Linked DNA regions of Mus musculus: region 2 is linked to region 1. The links are chromatin contacts, called in public Hi-C maps. All regions are on one chromosome and are shown on one strand. The core of a region is the stretch at or near the end of the contact, and the rest is flanking DNA. Distances in the headings are between cores, read along the strand shown.

The links. A called contact is a pair of places that touch in the nucleus more often than the background predicts.
Region 2: a Hi-C map of liver shows a contact between it and region 1, with 4 times the contacts expected there. The contact joins two enhancer-like sites. A contact is called at or near these places in 2 of 39 promoter capture datasets (both in liver), 7 of 484 Hi-C or Micro-C datasets (cortical glia, cortical neurons and liver) and 2 of 115 datasets of contacts at active chromatin or transcription factors (CD8 T cells and liver).

What each region holds. Positions count from the first base shown.
Region 1 is chr3:52,526,617-52,531,973 of GRCm38.p6, forward strand. The region is part of intron 1 of Gm30173 (predicted gene, 30173); the gene reads left to right. Among named protein-coding and RNA genes, the nearest start is that of Gm30173, 12 kb to the left of the region's middle. Within about 2 kb of position 2,730, at least 13 of the 459 cell types and tissues checked have an H3K27ac peak or open chromatin away from gene starts, as enhancers often do. A contact at or near this core is called in liver, where this site is marked.
Region 2 is chr3:52,619,786-52,624,601 of GRCm38.p6, forward strand. No RefSeq gene overlaps it. Among named protein-coding and RNA genes, the nearest start is that of Gm30235, 28 kb to the right of the region's middle. Within about 2 kb of position 2,931, at least 5 of the 459 cell types and tissues checked have an H3K27ac peak or open chromatin away from gene starts, as enhancers often do. A contact at or near this core is called in liver, where this site is marked.

The sequences.
Region 1 (5,357 bases), core at 1,480-3,979:
GGGAGGGTGAGATTAGGAATAAGGTGGATACCAGAAGCAGCTGAATGGAACCAAAGAAGAAGGATACAGGGCAGAGAGAAGACCGCATCAAATCACAGAAGCTTCCCGAAAACACTGTACTGCCACTTAGAAGGCAAGTATGACTTTATAGAAAAGGTAAACTAGAGAGGTTAGGGAGTGGGGTAGAGAAAAGAGTGGGTGGGTCTGTGAGAAGTCCATGGTGAATCTTCATTGTCAGCCCAGAAGGTTAGTTTGGAAATTGGGTCTATCTTTGCTGAAATGTAAACCGAGGAAAAGACTCCTAATCTGTGGGAGAAATCCTGTTGGGATATTACTTATGTGGTCGATCCTTATGGTGATCCTTGGAAAACTTGATGTGGGAGAGAACACAGATAGGGCAAGAGCAGATATGCACTGCCTAAGAAGGGACAGGTGACAAAAGGCAGGGCAGTCACGTAAGTTCCTTTCAAGTTGATTTCCACAGCACCGAAGTTAAACACCCAGTTAAAGGTTGGACTTCTTGTGGGAGGTCAAAGGGAGCCAAAGATGGGTGACTGCCAACTGTCACAAAGCTGGGAAGATAAACAACTGGCCAGATGTTCTGGAGAAGACCTGTGTGACAACCTGAACTCATGCCAGTCATCGAGAAGGATGAATAAACAACAGCCAACGGGGGTTGGGGGTGGGGTGTCTGGGGGGGGGGGCGGTCGAAGTCCTGGGTCGTCCCAGCTGTCTTGCCGATGCGTGGTACACCAAGCCACTCTAATGATGAAACCTAAAACGATTCTCGTTTCCGGAGTGTCAATAAGAATTTGGTAGCAAAACAAAAGCTTAGCAAGGAGGTGAAAGAGAGCCCTCTCAGGAGCTAGTTGCAGCCTGAAGCTGGATGTTCCAAGCTATGATTGATAGAGACTGGCTCCAGGGTGCAGCCACCCTGGAACATCCTGTTCCTGTCACTGCGAGAGCTGGAGGCATTAGCAGCCTGGTGATATTGACTTGGTTTTTCTCTCCTGGAAGGCTGGCCTCTTTAGCTTCTTTCAGCATCCTGGGACTGCGCTACACAGGCTTCTTGGCACCACCCACAGACCTCTGAGCCCTCAACAGCCTCCCATTTTACTACTATGCCAAGAGAGTTAACTATATTTTTTTGTTTTTTTTTTGTTTTTTGTTTTTTTTTTTTTTTTTTCTTTTTTCAGCCAATAGCAAGTAGCTCTGGACCATGTGGTTGTCTGTCTATCTGTCCCTCAGGGAAGTGCTGGGCAAGCAATTAGCCACTGTTCTGGCACCCACTGTGTGACCAAGATGGTCTTGGGTCAATGTCTCTCATCTGTGCATGCTTCTAGGATAGTCGTCAACTGTGGAAGAAGGGTCTCTGGGACGTGAGCAACCCTATAGAGGATTGCTGAGATGGGTTAGGGTGAGGGGTGAGGAGGGGAGGAGCCGGAAGTGGCCTAAGTAGCAGGATGAGAAAGGAGTCAAAGGCTCTTGACCCCAGCAATCTCAGGGATCACTGGTGACAAAGGAAGCCATTGTCCCTTAGAGGTGTTGTAGGAGAGTGAAGCCAGAAGATAGAGCAGCCATGTGCCAGGGTTAGGACATGGTGTCAATAGGAAGTTGACTATTAATAGAGACCTGGGGCATTGGCAGGAGAATTGGCTGAAGGAGGGAGCCCCTCTGCTTTGGGGAATTGAGGGAAAAAAAGCAACAGAGAACAGGCGCTCCAAGAGGCGCCCCCAATGTTATAAGGCCATGGAAACTTGACGAAATAACACTGAGTCCTTGCTTAACATGTCTTGCAGGATGATTGATTAGAAAATACAACTGACAAGAAAGTACAGTTTAGGGAATAGTTCCTTGATTGAATAGGTGATAGAGCCCCCCAGCCTCTCTCCTCTCTTTTTGTCTGTCTGTCTGTCGGTCTGTCTGTGCCTCTCTCTTTCTCCTTTATTTTTCAGCTGAAAAAAAAATGCTTGACATTTGACATCATTCCTTTGGCTCAGCGTCCTGTTCCATTTTCCATAACTAGATGTCATCTCAAACCTAGAGCCAGCGCCTGGGTAGGAGCTTCTGCTGTCCCTTGTCTTCTGATACTCCCAGCAGCTGCCTTCCTTGTTTGTGTCCCATGACTCCCAGATACTCTAGAAATTACCACTGGGGTCTTTGGCCATGAACTGGGCTCACTTATTAAAAGTTGGAAAGTTGGAGCGTTGGCGAAGCACAGGATGAGAGCCCTATAAAAAAAGCTCCTCTCGTGTTTCCCATTTTCTTCGACTGTAGGTTGAGGACATAAACAAGCACATCTTCAGTACCAGTTCTGGACAATGTGGCATTTTTATGAATAACCATACTATGGTTATAGCAGAATGTGCTGAGAACACTAAGAGGCATCAAGTGCTTTGTGAGTTGAGAGGAGGAGAGCTTTCCTGTGCGTGTTGAATTGTAGGAAAGTACAAATTGTACCAAGGGAAGATAAATAATCCATTCCCTTCATAGTAATATAATACATAAAATATTATTGACATGCCCGACAATGCTGATACCTCTTGGGTGTTTTGAGAAAGTCTGATGTATAAATAACCATGGGTTGGTAGAACTGCAGAGTTTAGCGTGTTAGTGCTGCAAATAAGCTTGGATCACATCCAACTCAGCCTCCACTGTTTGCAAATTTATAAACAGATGTCCAAATAGGTTAAGTCAGTTGCTCAAGATCACGGCAGGAGCCAAGGCAGGGGCAAAGGTTAAGTCCCCTTACACACTCTCCCCAAAGACCTTCTCACATGGGTGGGGTGACATCAGCTATGTCTTGTCTACTAAACAACATATTCTGAGTTCTGTACGTCTTTCGACTGGGAGTCCCAGCTCCTATCGGAGTGCCCTCAGAGCACCTCTGGAACACTTCCACCTCTTCTTACTGTGCAAACTGTGTGACACTTTCCAGAGAACTTAGATGACCCAGGGGAAGAAAAGCAGGATGATGAGCAGGGACACGGATCGCTTTTGTCTTCATGTTAAGAACAATGCTAAAGATGTTTTTGTCATAGAAGTTGAGGATAGAGTGTGGTTGACCAGAGGTTGTGGGGAAGAAGAGAGACGGGAAATGGGAGAAGTGGGTCGATCATGGGTACAGCGTTTCAAGTAGATAGGAGGGATGTTTGGTTCTTCTACACAGCAGAGTGACTGTAGGTAACTCAATGCGGCATATGTTTCAAAACAGAAGAGAGGGTTTTCAGCAATGTTCTTAGAACAATAAAATGAAAAATATTTGAAATTATACATATGCTGATCATTCCATTATCCCTACACATTGTACAGAGGCATCAAAACATCTCAGTACCATCCAAATGTGCACTTTACTATGTGTCAATCAAAAACAAAGCTAAAAAAAAATCATCAGAAAGAAAACATTGGTAGTTTTGGAAGTAAAGATCTGACAGCTTTGACCTGTCTCCTCCAGACTGTCTGGGCTCTATGGGCCCAGCCCACATTCTCTCCTCTTGGAGATCTCTCATACTTAGCAGCCCCGTGTCCAGACTCAAGACTAGACACCAGCCAACACGTCTGCCTTCTCCTCAGTGAGGTTTGGTGGTTCCCGTGTCTGTCATCCAGTCTCTCTTTCCATCTCTTCTTTCTCTGCCTTTCCTCAGACTGCCCAATTTCTCTCTCCCTTAGGTAGACAGTATTTCCTTCTATTTTAGCTTCATTTCTCCTTCTGGATCTCTTATAGCCCATATGTATGGTGGCCATGTACCACATACCGACTTCCTTTTAAAAATTTTGAGTTTCAATTTAATTTATGTATCTATGCATGTGTTCACGTGTGCACGTGTTTGCATGGACATGGAAGAGCCAGAAAACAACTTGGATGTCATTTCTTAGGAGCACCATCTGCCATATTATTGTTGGCTGGACACTCACTCATGAGGCTAGGCTGGCTGGTTAGCAAGTCCTGGGGACCTATCTGCCATCACTACCTCTTCCGCACTGGAATCACAGGTTTGTGGCACCATTCCTGACGTTTTTGTGTTGGGGGATTCTGGGGGTCTGATCTCATGTCTGTATGCTTGCAAAGCAACCACTTTATCAGCTGAGATATTTTCCAAGTTAGTCTTGTTGACTTCCTTTCAAAGTCTGCCACCGGGCTTCTGGCTCAGCCTGGCCACCTGCCCCAGTTCATTCGCTGTTCTTCCTGCTGCCTTTGAATGGCTCGGTAGGCACTGCTGCAGAGCCTGATCCCTTAGTTAGACAGTGGCTTATTGATTTGGTCAAGTGTATCCTATGGATCAATTGTACTAGACTAGGGTTATCAGTGCAGAGCATGGCCACTTGCAATTTTCCTTAAAATATGATTTATCAAAGGTATAATTAAGCTCAGATTCTCTGGTGCCACACTCATTGATTCCAGAGAATACCTTCTCCTTCCATGATACCAGCAATGGCTATATTGTCCCCTCACCCCCAGGCCATTTGATTATGAAGCTTAGGTGGCACTTCTGCCTCTCTGCCTTGCACTACTGCCCCCTCTCTGGCCTGGAATCTGTCATGAATGTTTCTGTCAGACTCAGTCCATTGTCTTGTGCAGAGACTGCCTGGCATAGAAAAAGAGATTGGACATAGCTTCAGTTTAACTATTCTGGTGAACTTTTAGGGCTCCTTTGAATGGTGGAGGACTTAAGATCTAAAGCCTGGATATGCACAGAAAGGATTTCTCCTTAAAATGATAGTCTCCACCATTGTCACTATTCCCAGAACTTTTATGTTGGGTATTTCACATATTTTATCTCATATAAGACTAACAACCCTTTAGGGCAAATATCATTCCCCTTTAAGAGATGAAAAGAGAAACCTCAGAGAGATTATATAGCTTCCCTGAGGTCACAGGACTGGTTTCTTAGACCCAGAGGTGCCTAGGGCCACCTCTGATATCAGTTGTCACTGGCAGAATGATGAAACAAGTGTCCCAGGCTCTTCTTCAGCCAGAAGCCATTTCATTCCCGAGCGTTCATAAGCACCTTTGTCCTTGGTTTGCTTGATGGTATTACCACACAGCTGGTGTCTCTCTTTTTTTTTTTCTCCCTCCAGATTTTCCTTCCCAAATAAACCATTGATTGCCCTTACTCTGAAGCTATATCGCAGCCTCTCACTCCTGGCATCAGAGTCACCACTAAAACGTCTTTTGGCATCATTCTCTGGGACACTACAGTCCGGATCCCTGCAGTGTGGTCTCCCGTGCTGACTTCTCAGTTTTCATTTGGATGATGGATGGCCTTCTACACTCAGGGACTCATTTATCCCCTCAGGCCCTTTATCCCCTCCTGACAGCTCAGCTTGCCTTCTGCTGTGCTTCTGGCTCAGGAGTG
Region 2 (4,816 bases), core at 1,681-4,180, 93 kb after region 1:
GTATTCTTGGAGCTAACACAGGTAGCAGTCAGGAGGATCTATCTATCTATCTATCTATCTATCTATCTATCTATTTACCTACCCACCCACCCATCATCTATCTATCTATCTATCTATCTATCTATCTATCTATCCATCCACCCACCTATCCATCACCTGTCTGTCAGTCTGTCTGTCTGTCTCTGTCTGTCTGTCCGTCTGTCCGTCCACCCACCCACCTATCCATCCATCCATCATCTATCTATCTATCTATCTATCTATCTATCTATCCATCCATCCATTCATCCACCCACCCACCTATCCATCTATCCATCATCTATCTATCTATCTATCTATCTATCTATCTATCTATCTATCTATGGAGGTGCTAAATATACACATTTAACACCTTTGGTCTCAGTCTCCACCTCCTTTCTTCTATGCCTGAGTAGCTGGTGGTGAATATGATTGTGCTTACTGTGCATACTAAACACAAATGGACATGGTGAGTGGGTGGATAGATAGATTGACGCTTGAATAAACAAGTTCCTGGATGAGTGAATGAGTAGAGATGGCTGGACAGACAGACAGAGAGTTGGGTGGGTAGTTGGGTAGATGAATGGGGGCATATGGGCTGGTGAACGAATGATGGGTGAATGAATTGGATAATTACTGATGAGCCGCTTTTCTAGGGATGTTTTCAGCTGTCATAATATTCCCACAGCTGACTTTATCTGTGAGTATGTGTGTCATCCTGTAAAGCTAAACACACAGCTGCAGGTGTGTCTTCTTATTTTCTGATGCAACGAGGAAACGCTTATGAGGAGAGGGGGCTAGGTGAGGGATATAGCCTTCCAGGTGTATAATGAGATTCCTTGAAACCACCCCGTTTACGTGATCATGTTTAATCCTCTCAGCAATTTTATGAAACAAGTGTTCTTATTACCACCAAATTGCAAGCACTTAATGAAGTGGAATAGCTTGCTCGGGAAATTGTAGAGCGAGGGCTCGAACCTGGCTAGGTTGTACTCACTTAGAAGCCTGGGCCCTTTCCTAATATACAGAGCGGAGAAATCTTAGTGTCTAGTTGACCAAGAGGCCTCAGAAATATGAGTGGTTTTGTTTGAACCCAGTGAAGCCGCTAATTTCTTGCCTTGGCAAGTCACTTAATTTGCCTTCTCGGTTTACTCTGTATTTTAATGGAGGTAATAGAGTCTTCTTAGCAGGAGTGCTGTGAAAAATCAATGCCTATAATAGAAAGCTTTGAGATAAAGAGCTGGAGGGATGGGTGGAGCACAGCACTGAGCAGACACGAGGAACTCCATCTTGTTCTGTCTGAGTGAACTCGTTCGTAAAGCGCCGTGTCTGTACAAGACTCACTCGTCATCATGAGAGACCCATCACTGGCCAAAGCCCTGAGGATAAGTGACTGGAGTGCTCAGCCCTCAATAGGACATCTGTACTCTTTCTTCCATAGCCCAGGGATTATCACAGATGAGGTGGCAGAAAGAAAGAGCTGAAGGCTGGGACCAGTGCTGTGAAGTGCTGTCCTCTGGGCGTGGCTCAGTTGCTGTGGTCTGGACCTCAATTACCTGTGGCTATCTGCATAAGATGTGCACAACATCGAGCCCATCAGCAATGGGGGTGGGGTTCACGAGGCCTCCCTTCCCCCCATGAGGAACTATTGGTAGCTAATGGAGTAATTTTCTTCAGCATTGTACCCTACGTTAAGTTGCCCATATTCCATTAAATAACCCTCCATCACCCAAGGCCATAGGATGAACCCTGAGCTCAGTGGGTTTCTGTCTCTCACATACAAAAGACACGAGAGGCTGGAGGGATGATTCAGTGGTTAGTAGCACATACTTCTCTAGGAGAAGACCCAAGATCAGTTCCCAGACCTATGTGTGGTGGTTCAAAACCACCCCAAACTCCAGCTCTAGGGTTCTGACACCTCTGACCCCTGAGGGTATCCTCAGTCTGTCTTATACAAGCACTTAAAAAAATTTTAAAAACAAATCTTTAATGACACACAAAAAAAAAAAATAGGAGGAAAATTTGTGAAGAAGAGTTCAGCAGGAATAGGAGGGGGGCTAAGAAAGGATAATGGGATGGTAGTGAATGTGACCAAAATATGTTATACACATGTGTGAAGTTGCTAAAGAATAAATACACGTTATTTTACAAATTAAATCAACTTCCAGCGATGAGTTCTCGAGAGGAAGTGGAACTTGGTAAACAATTTCTAGATTGAATTTTCACATGCTTGTTTTAAACCGTGTTCTTAGCACTATATTATTGTAAGAGAAACCTACTGTTGTGAATAGCTAACGGTGGTATTTAAATTCTGCTGGGGAGCCAGAAAGGAAAGCACCTCATAGCTCTCACCTCGACTTTCAGTTGACACACTTGGCATGGTGCGATTGTCTGTAGTAAACTGCATGAAGCCACAGGACACGTGGAAAGAACTTCTCTCCCTGTTTATGGGTCTTTTCTTTCCAGATGGGGTACTTTGGGGTAATTTTTTTTAAAAATTAATTTCACCTGATACATACACATTTATGTTGTTTTCCTCTTCTGCCTCTGCCATGTGCTACCATAGATTCATATATTACCTTTCATCCATCCTTTGGTTTGCCACCTATTTCCAGAGCATCAGCTCTGTGTCAGTTCAGGCAGAATGGTTGTCGACCTTCCCTCCTAGAGAGACTCAAAGTGAAGAAGAAACTACATGGCTATGCGACTCGATCATGAAAACGAGGTAAGAAAAAGGAGGGAAAGTGGTAGGATTGGGAGACAAGCCAGGAAATTGTCTAGGAAATTGGCCTCGGGAATGGATTTTAGGTGAAAACTGAGCGAACACCAGGCTGGAATATCACTGCTGGGATCTGTGGTGTGTGGGACACCGAAATGAGTGGGGCAAAGGGCAAAGCCTGACCCCGGGTGCTCTTGTTCTGATGCCCAGGGACATGGACAAGCACACTTGCCAGTCTGACCCCGGGTGCTCCTGTTCTAGTGTCCAGGGACATGAACAAATACACTTGGCAGTTACAGTAGCGTCAGGTGCTGCAGTCAGAGATGTACCAAGGAGAGTACCCCTGTGGAACTCATCCCTGGACCGGTGCTAGGGAAGCCGGACTGCCTAGAGGGTGGGGTTACAGACAGAGCGCATCGGTAGGGAGGACGTGGCGAAGGTGATGGTCTCCCAGGAAGGCCAAGGATGCCAAAGAAGAGTCCAACTGACAAGCAGAGGTAGCATTTCAAATCTGGAAGATGGCGTGTGTCTGGTAGAAAGGGCCTTGGCTGGCACACTAAGGAATCTGAATGTGAACCTCTGAGGAACTATGGGAAGATTTTAACCAGGAAGGAAAATGATGGCCGTTACACCAGAGAGACTCCGTACAGCAGGAGAAGGCTCAGAGTGGGCTAGCCCGGAGGCCCAGAACCATATTAGGAACTGACAAAGAAGCATTGGGGATACCGGGTAGCAGAGACAGGCGAACTTGAGAACGACCTTAAAGATGGGTGATTGGTACCCCGAGTGGGAGGTCACAGACAGCGGTCATGAAAAGATTCTTTGCTCGCTGCAATATTCCTCCAATAATGAGTTCCATCAGCATCTTGCCCCGCTCCCCCCCCCCCCCCCGTGTCCTGCGGAAGCACCCAGCATCAAAGACTCCTGATGAATTGATTCAGGTTTTCCAGATATCTGGATTGGGAGCATTTCTTGTTTTATGTAACATCCGAGTGACCTTCCTCAAAGTGAAAGCTGACTTCTGGATGAACTTCAGACCTCTTGTCGCTTGCCACAAGTCCTTTCTTGACCTAGCGTTTGCCAGAGAACACTCTAAAGGGTATTGGGGTGGCTGTGTGTGATTTGTCTTTTCAAATCTGTTGTTCATTTTATTCACTTTTTTTTTTTTTAATGTTCAGGAGTTGTGGGTTTTGCCTACATACTTTCAGACAGAAGTTTCCAGTCACATACTTGTTAAGCATACTCTTCCTTAGTTGATAGCTTAGATCACAGGAGTCTGTAAGGGCACAGGAGCCTGTGAGGGCACAGGAGAAAGATGGTGAAGTTTCAAGCAGGTTCCATTCGAAATGCCAGAGTATACCTCTTTGAGATTGTATTTGTTAATCTCCTTCCCACCCCTGGTCTTTCTATCTCTGTGTCTCTGTCTCTGTGTCCGTCTCTTTCTCTCTCCTCCATGTCTGGTGTATGTTTGCGTGCACATGTGTACATGTATGTTCTCTCCTGTGCAAGCACCTGTGAAGGCCAGAAGGTTGACACCAGTCTTCTTCAGTTGTTTCTCCACCTGATGCTTTGAGGCAGCGTCCCCGACTGAGCTTGGAGATTACAGTTGTGGCTGACCAGCGAGCCCTAGGATCTGCCTGATTCTACCCCTCAGCTCTGAGGTTACAGATGTGTGCCACTACACACAGCTTATACTGGGGCACTGGGAATCTGAGTTCTCAACCCTACACCTTTGCAGCAAGTGTTTTACCCACTGAGCCCTCTCCCCAGTCTAAGTTTCTACATTCTTGCTAAGAGTACAATACCCTGGTTCTATGCAAGACTTAGGCATCTGGGCCACAACTGTATTCCATTGTTTACCTCTTAGGCTGTGGCCAGATACTGAAATCTGGAAATATTCTATCCAGTCCTGTGAAGGACTGGATAGAATCTATCAGAAGCTAGTTTATCTGAACAATTTGCAGCAAACAGATTGATTTACCCATCCAAGTCTTTGCTTGTATTGACTCAGGCCATTGTCACCTGCTCGAGTTGTTCTGGACTCTGACACATACGTTTCATTGCGTTAGGCATTGGGGTATG